2 separate regions of the Sus scrofa genome follow, and region 1 is linked to region 2. Evidence: chromatin contacts called from public Hi-C data. All regions are on one chromosome and are shown on one strand. Each heading gives the region's core, a stretch centred on a gene start, on an enhancer-like site or on the middle of the called end of the contact. The rest is flanking DNA. Distances are from core to core; before and after follow the strand shown. Region 1 overlaps LOC110255981 (a long non-coding RNA gene). Region 2 has its middle 110 kb from the start of FAM20A.

Evidence for each region. Hi-C and Micro-C count contacts between places; a contact is called where the count stands out from the background.
Region 1: a Hi-C map of embryonic fibroblasts shows a contact between it and region 2, with 2.3 times the contacts expected there. The contact joins two enhancer-like sites. A contact is called at or near these places in 7 of 47 Hi-C or Micro-C datasets (adipocytes, embryonic fibroblasts, fibroblasts and 3 more) and 1 of 2 datasets of contacts at active chromatin or transcription factors (alveolar macrophages).

The regions. Positions count from the first base shown.
Region 1 is chr12:11,586,349-11,590,594 of Sscrofa11.1, forward strand. All of the region lies in intron 1 of LOC110255981 (a long non-coding RNA gene), which reads right to left. Among named protein-coding and RNA genes, the nearest start is that of FAM20A, 18 kb to the right of the region's middle. Within about 2 kb of position 2,008, at least 3 of the 83 cell types and tissues checked have an H3K27ac peak or open chromatin away from gene starts, as enhancers often do. A contact at or near this core is called in embryonic fibroblasts, where this site is marked.
Region 2 is chr12:11,497,272-11,501,294 of Sscrofa11.1, forward strand. No RefSeq gene overlaps it. Among named protein-coding and RNA genes, the nearest start is that of FAM20A, 110 kb to the right of the region's middle. Within about 2 kb of position 1,295, at least 25 of the 83 cell types and tissues checked have an H3K27ac peak or open chromatin away from gene starts, as enhancers often do. A contact at or near this core is called in embryonic fibroblasts, where this site is marked.

The sequences.
Region 1 (4,246 bases), core at 758-3,257, 90 kb after region 2:
CTGGATAGAAATCTCTCAGATAGTCCTGCATGTCTAAGATTATGTCACAGAAGGCACAAAGAGCATGGTCGGATGTGTATAAATATTTGCAGCCACTCTGGCTGCTGGCAGAGAGGGCTCAGTTCTCAGTGTGTACTCACTCCTTAGGTCGGCTCAGGTGTCCTCTGTGCCAGCGTAGCTGGTTGCCCTCAGAGGGAATGGTCTAGGCAGGTAAGGCGGATGTGGCAATGTTTGAATGACCAAGCCTCAGGAGCCAGGCTCTGTCATTTCTGCTGTATCCTGTTACCCACCCCGGTCAGTCCTATTCAGTACAGAAGGTATGAAACCTATGCAAAGACTGGGAAACCAGGAGGCAGGGATCATTGGGAAGCCTTTTGAAGGCGGGCTACCCCGGTATATATTTTTCTAAGTTTCCATCAATCTTACAGGGTAAAATAGGGCAAAAGCAAGTCAATAAAGGCTATGGCACGGTGCCAAGGGTTCTACACGCATTGTCATTTTTCCTCAAATCTCAAATGCCATCGACTAAAGAACATACTGCCATTTTCTATGCCTCCTAAGAGTAAATAAAATCCTGCCAATTAAATTATGACATGATGCTTTCTTATCCCTTTGAATTTTTACTGGCTATTTATTGAAAGAGCTGCTTTAGACTTTCAGTTAGTGACTGCTATCATATATCCCTTGTGTGTCTTAATGAGAAAGAAAATATAAGAGATTTTAAACGTTCAGAGTCTGAATGTTCTAAATTGTTTTTCAAATCAGAGCCTTCAATATCCATGTTTTTCCACATGAAATCGAGCTTCAGGCAACTGATGATTCTCCCCTAGGATTTTCTTTTAACACTGACACCTGTTCTGAAACTTTTGATGTTGGTACTTTCTTGATCATGCTGCAATCAATCACAACAACCTCTCGTTGCTTTGAAATTTCTTTCCTCTAGTCTGTGGAATGTCACAATTTCTCCTGCCTTCAATTACATAGCTTGGCATGGGAATCAAAAACTCCTCCAGGGATCCCGCTATGGTGCAGTGGGTTAGGACTCCAACTGCAGCAGCTCAGGTCACGGTGGAGGTATGGGTTTGATCCCCGGCCTGGTGCAATGGGTTAGGAGGGTCTGGTATTGCTGCAGCTGCAGTGTAGGTTGCAGCTACAGCTCAGATTCAATCCCTGGCCCAGGAACTTCCATATGCCTCAGGTAATTCTTCCCACATGTGTTTCCCAAAAAAAGAAATACATAAAACAGCCTTATGTATTCAGGAATCCCTTCTTTAGGTCTCATGACGCAGTCATTGTTTTGCAGGTAAAAACATGGAACTGTGGTCCTTTCTCCAATGATGAATACCCGCTTCACAAATATCAAATGTATGCACCACCTGGAAATAACTGGAAGATGCATCCTTGATTTCACAGGTGTTAAAATAAGAACAATGTGCATCCTTGAGCTGATGACATATGGCATACAATGTCCTATTTGAACTTCCCAACAGCCCTGTGAAAGAGTGACTGTTTTTGCAGACAAAGATGCTGAAGTGTAACTAGATTGAGGAGCTTGCCCACGGCCGCCGTGCAATCAGTGAGACGGAACAGACATTTAATTCCAGGTTCAGCTGACTAACCAGAGCATATGACCTCTGCACTTACTGGCATCTCAAGCCAGCGGAGTCATTTTGTCCCTAGCATCACTAGCAACATCGTCATCACCATTGCTCTTATCATTGTCATTGCCATGGCCATCTTTGCCATGGTCCTCATCTTCACAGCTAATACTTACTGAGCACGTATGTACCACGTGCTAGGCTCTGTGCTAAGGTTTATGTGGTTTCCCTCACAACTACCCTTGGGAACTTCCATACGCCACAGGCACAGCCCTTAAAAAAAAATTTTTTTTTTAACTGCATCTTAGGTTATACAACCAGTTAATGACTCAGCAATAACTCAAGCCCAAGAAGTCTGATTCAAAAGCACATGTTCTCAATAACTACACAATAGTGCCTCCTACAAGAAGTATTATGAGTGAATTTGTTTTCACTGATTCACTCCACAAATATTTCCTGGACACATACCACATGCTATGTGTGACACCAAGTAAAATGGATAGAGCGAAGAATAAGAGAAAGATCAACGCTGCCTTCATGGAAATCGCAAGCTGGGTGGAACACCAATAAAAATGAGAACTATGAAGACTGAGTGGAAAGATGGGGTTAGGAACTCACATTTACATCCTACCCTTCCCCAAACTCTGCCAAGAAGATAATGAAATTATAATGATGATAATTAACATTTATCACCATGTGTGAGACATTGATATGAACATTTTACAGGTATTACAACATTAAACTCTTACAGGGAAGAACAAATATGACTCCATATTGAATCTGTTCTTTTACTTTAGGCTTTGAGTTCTATTGCTTTTGCTATAAGTTAATCACTAGCAGAATGTTGCCTATTGCCTGAAATAAACAGGAGAGCCCATTCTCAAGGCTCTGCCCTTTAGAGATACAACACATTTTTTCCATTCATAGAGAGAGAAACAGTTGCAGGACAGAGAATAACATTTGTCTAGTTAGAGGTTAACAGAACATCTTGACCTGACTTACATGGATAGCTGCAAGAACAAAGGATTCCTACACCAAGAAGTTTGCAATAACCGACCACACTCCCCTCCCCTTTTAGTGTATTCTAACTCAGGTAAGATGGTTCTTTGGGACACTAGTCCACCATCTCCTCAATCTGCTCTCTTTCCAAATAAAGTCTCTGTTCCTTGTCCCAACAATTGTCTCTCCAGCCATTGGCCTGTGGTGCAGTAAGCAATACAATCTTGGACTTGGTAACAAAACCTTGTAACATTTTGTTTTACAGATGAAAAGTCTAAGACATAGAGAGGCCAAGTAACTTGTCCGAAGTCATATAATTAGTTTGTGACAAAGCCAGTGTAAGAATCCAGAGCTTGTGGCTTCTATGCACCTGTTTCCATAGTAAAGGAATAAAATTATCCTCAAGGACAGTGACTTCAGGAGAAGAGATATCTATGAATAGGAGAGATCGAGAGAATTTTAAAGAGTGGAAAGCAAGACAGAGGGAGTAGCTTATTTAGGAGGGCAGATAACGCCATGAATAAAAGCAGAGGCTTGAGAAAATAACTGCTTCTCCCCACGGTCAGCCTCATAGTGACACATAAACTGGGGACTTCTGACATCACAGGGTGTGGAAGGGGGACATACGGAGTCATCCTGGAAGTCAGGGCGGCAGTCAACCTTTATAACCATCAACACCTTTACCTGCTCTTACACACAGAATGCCAGGGGCCAGGAACTCACCCTCTACCCCCAGGAGAGGGTAGCAGGGAAACTTACCAACTTCTGGTGTCTCCTTCCCAAGTGGAGATGGGACACACTCTTGGCCTCTCCCAGATTCTCACTTGCTCCTCCCGTGGGGAAGAATGGTTAATGTGGGAAGAACTTAACAGGCTTCGTTCGGCTCCTCTCTTTGTTTTGGGGAGTCTGTCCAGGGCAGAGCATGTTTCCTTCTGCTCCTCCCTATAGAAGTCTCACCTGCAGAGGAGCCCTGCCTGGGTCAAGCACTGCCCATGACTGGGTATAGAAGTCTACAATTCTGGGGTTCAATTCACAGGCCCACTTGGCTCTCACCCTAAGCTACATCCCTACCTGAGCTTTCAATATTAAATAAAAGTGGTGTTTTCACCTCTCGACCTCTTGTCTGCCTCACTTTTTTTTTTCTTGCCTTATATCTCAATTTGCTTAGAACTTAGGTTAATTAAGGAAAAAAGAGACATAAGGAAGGAAGGAAGGGAGGGAGGGAAAGCATGGGAACAGAGAATCCAGGAATTCTTGGAGAGATATGAGGAGATAATATATCCATAAAACAAGGATTTATTAATCGAGGAGCAAAGAAGAGTTGCCAACAAGTAAAGACAATTTTTTTTATTTTTTATTTATTTATGTTTTGTCTTTTTAGGGCCACAGGCATGGCATATCGAGGTTCCCAGGCTAGGGGTCTAATCAGAGCTACAGCTGCTGGCCTACACCACAGCCACAGCAAAGCCAGATCCTTAACCCACTGAGTGAGGCCAGGGATCGAACCTACATCCTTATGGATGCTAATCAGGTTTGCTAACTGCTGAGCCAAGACGGGAACTCCTTTTTATTTTATTTTATTTTGGAAGGCAAATTTTTAAATAAAAATGTCTCGTGATAAACTTGAAGATAGAGTTCATCCTGGTTTC
Region 2 (4,023 bases), core at 45-2,544:
GATTTCCTTGCTTATAATGCTTACTCTTGGCCTCCTTCTGCTGTAGCATAAGTTCCATGAGGACAAGGATTTTTATATTTCCTATTCCTTGATAAATCCCCCACACAAGAACAGTATTTAACAGAAGCAGATGCTCAATTAATACGGAATGAATAAATAAATCATCAGAGCTGAGATTCAATCCGGGCTGGTCTTAGCAACTATCACTGTGGCGCCCTCTACAGAGGAGACTCGCACAGTCCCTCTGATGTACGGCTAGACTAGAAACCAACATCCCGAAGCCGACATTCCTCGGTAAGAGCATCCTCCATCCACCGACTGTCTTCGCTTAGACATCACAACCGATTTCTTGACGGTATCATCTGGTTCATATTAGGATAGTATGAGGCAGAGAACAGAAACAGGTAAAGCAAGCAGAGTCAGAGGCTGGGCTGGGGGACAATGTGGAGAGAAGGCAAGAGGCACAACAGGGACAAGTCACCAGCGCAGCCCACCTGGCAAGAAGCCCCAGGAAAGAAAGCTTCAAATCGTTTCACCCTGTTTTCTCCGCTGTGTAGAAACGGCTCAAGGATCTGATCTGTTTTGGGACTTGGGGTTAAATTCAAGTCTCGAGGGAGGACGTCATTAACCAGGAGCCCCAAAATGATGATGGAAATCAAAATGGCGAGTTAGAATTTAAGATTTCTAGCGAGTCCTGAGACTCCCATGGCACTGCTGCTTGTTGCAAACGAGAATCAGGTCTCTCCGTGGGCTCCATTTCAGAACAGCTTTTCAAGTAGAGGCTGCAGTACTCGAATGCAACTTAAGGTGGCGCTCTTGCTCTACTCAAAGGAATCAGGCTTCTCTGCTGCGGGCCACGCCTCACAGGTTTTTTAATTCCAAGAAACTCCAGTGACTCAGCCAAGGGAGGAGGAAGCATAAAATATAGACGAAGGATACTGCCTAATGCCCAGTGTACACAAGCTTGCCATCACCACCACCGACACCGAAAATTACTTTTTAGATGTATCCTTTCTTGGGCATCCCATCTTTTTGGTAGGATTTAGCACACACTAGGCAAATAACCACTGGAGCAGTGCCCTAAAACTGCCAGTGTGTAGGAAAAGCCCTAAGAGGGTACCATATGGGTTGAAGGTACCATTTTGTCTTGTTTCTGCCTGCTCCAGCAGAAAGGCCACCTCTCACGGTTTAGGGTTCCTTTCTTTTCAAGTCTTCAGGGCTGTCTTTTGGGGAGGTGAGCCATGATAGCCCCAGGGCAGGGCCTTGGTGCCAGCTTGCGTGTTTGTACATACAGGGCGTGACTCACACGGATTGCACAGGACTTCAGCTGCCCGCAGTTCTGCGGGAACAGAGTCTGTCTGTGCCTGCTGGGCAAACCCCTCAGTTAATCCTGCTGGTGGCCAAGACCATACCCTGTCATTAGGCCATGTATTTGACCACAGAGCTCAAAACATTTTAACGGCATGGGCTTGCTTAATCCTTGTCATCTTCGCCAAGTCTCTGATGCCCTTACATTTCAGGTTTCTGCTTTGCTTTGCGTATGGGGAAACCAGGCCAGAAACGTTGAGCGACCCTGCAGAGGTCATCCCAGGATTCAGAATTAGAATCATGGACACTTGACCTTTAATCAGAGGTGCTGACTTTCCAAATCTCTGCCTTCTTCCTCCCTACAACCCAATTCCCCCCCCCCCCCCCGCCAACAATCCTTTCCTTGTAGATATGGCATTGGTTTGGTTTATTCTTAGAGCATACACGGTCCCACAAGGACACAAATCCATGTCGGATTCTGTAGTTTTAAGCAGAGGCAACAATGTAGAGTTACTGGTATAACCCAAGAGTATGCAGAATCACCTACTTTTCACACTGGAGCCTGACTGCAGAAATAAACACACCGTCTCCTTCTTAGAGATACACAATTCGGCACGGCAGACTAGGAGCCCTGAGACATCCTGTAGGAAATAAATGGTTTAACTCCTTTAACCACATGTTTTCCAAACTTACTGAAACATACATGACTTTTTCCCGGAGTATCTCTCGATTTGCATCATTGGGGTCATCGTCCTTGGAAGAGCCTTTTGGAAATGCTGAATAATAGTATAATCCCTCTGTGTAGCCTAGGGTTGGGTGTGTAGGCAAAGACCTCCACTCGTGGTCCACCTTGCCATGCTGGGGAATTCCAGAGTTCACAGCATTAGTCTTAGAGTGAGTGGGATTTTTGTGGTCACCCACAGCATCCTGATAGTTGACAAAAGCCAAGTCCCATGGCAGTTTTCCGAGCCTGAGATTATAAAACAGAGAGTAGATTAAAAGCTGCTCTCTTCTTCTTTTTTTTTTTTTTTTTTGGCCATGCCTGCAGCATGTGGAAATTCCCAGGCTAGCCGATCAAATCGGAGCTGCAGCTGCTAGCTTATGCCACAGCCATAGCAACGCAGGATCCCAGCCGCCTCTGTGACCTTGTGGCAACCCCAGATCCTTGACCCACTGAGCGAAGCCTGGGATCGAACCTGGAGCCTCACGGACAATATGTCAAGTTCTTAACCTACTAAACCACGGTAGGAGCATCCGCTCTTTCCTACTTCTGATGGGCCCTTTCCCATCCTTTCCAACTCACACAGGCATCTCCACTCAAGGTCACCTTGAGCCCTGTCAGCTATTCCGCCACTGGCATCAGTGGATACCTCCCCTTCCCGATTGTTTGAAAGTGTCCTTCAGCCACCTTCAGTCCTTTGAAAGACAGCTGGATTACCAAAAAATTTAAAAGAAAGAAAGAAAGAAAAGCTCTATTCTTCAGCTCCCTCCCAACCAAAGCCATAACCCTAGGGCAGTAATGCTTTTTTTCTTTAACGATAAAAGCCCCAACGTTCTCCTAGGAACGCACGTGTCACCCCTTTTCTTTGTCCAAAAGAGCAAGCAGCTTTGCCCCCTAGTTCAAGTTCCTACACCACCCCTGGTAGACTGTCATAGTCATAAGAGCCATGAAAAAAAGACATACTTAGTCTGAAGTCTTTGAGAAGACAAGGGCCTTATATCAGGGACCCTGTGTGGCAGCAATTTGTTGTTGAAGACAATTGCATGTGACAGTTTTCAAACTCTGTAGAAATGTCCTGGACCATCTCAGAAAAATATGTTGTCTTGGAATAAAACTAGGGGACTGGGGTGTTTGTCCCGTGCTGGGCAAGTCTCTCAGGCCTCTTCATGGGCTTTGAGGCTGTCGGCAAGACATGTCTTCACTTTGGGCCTCTGGCAGACCTTCATATCAGGATAATAATCTTCGTTCTTCTTTAAAGAACAAGTGCCAAGCCTCAACGGCCAAGGCGACCTGATAGAATCAGCCCCTCTTCTGTTGATCAGATATATTCTTTTAAGAACTAATCAATTCCGCACACTCACACCCCTCCCCACCCAAAAAAGCCATATCATATACAGGACTAGTGACCTCTGTATCTAGAGACATTCAGGATACCTTCCTGAGTGTGACCACCTACGCTAACCAGCCTCATCCCCTCCATATTACATGGGGGGCTGGTAACGCTGTCCCTTTACATATTTAAGGGATAAGGGTACATTCCCATGGTGACAAGTTTTTTTAAGCTGTGGTTTTAGATCTTCGTCCAAACATGTGCCAGGCACCGTGTCAGGGGCTCGTGACCACAGAATGTTGGTAAATGACAAATAGATGGAGAGAAAGACAATGTTCCTAATGCCAACATCTTGCCAGGAAGGAAGGAAAGAAGGAAGGAAGGGAGGGAGAGAAGGATTGCTCTTTGATTGAATGGAATTTGATTCCAATCTTGAAAGAAGTGTGGTATTTTTGTTTGCAAGAATGTAAGGCAGCCACAGCACCTAGTTTGTGAGTCTAGCTGTTAGAAACTGCCACATAGACCTGAGCGGTTCAGTCGGATCAACAGATAAACATTTTTTGGTTATCTCTTGAGAGCCAACATCCAGGCGGAGGTATCCTAAATTCTAAGAAGACACGGACCCTTTCCTTTGGGAACTTAGCATCAAGGACATCATCAAAGA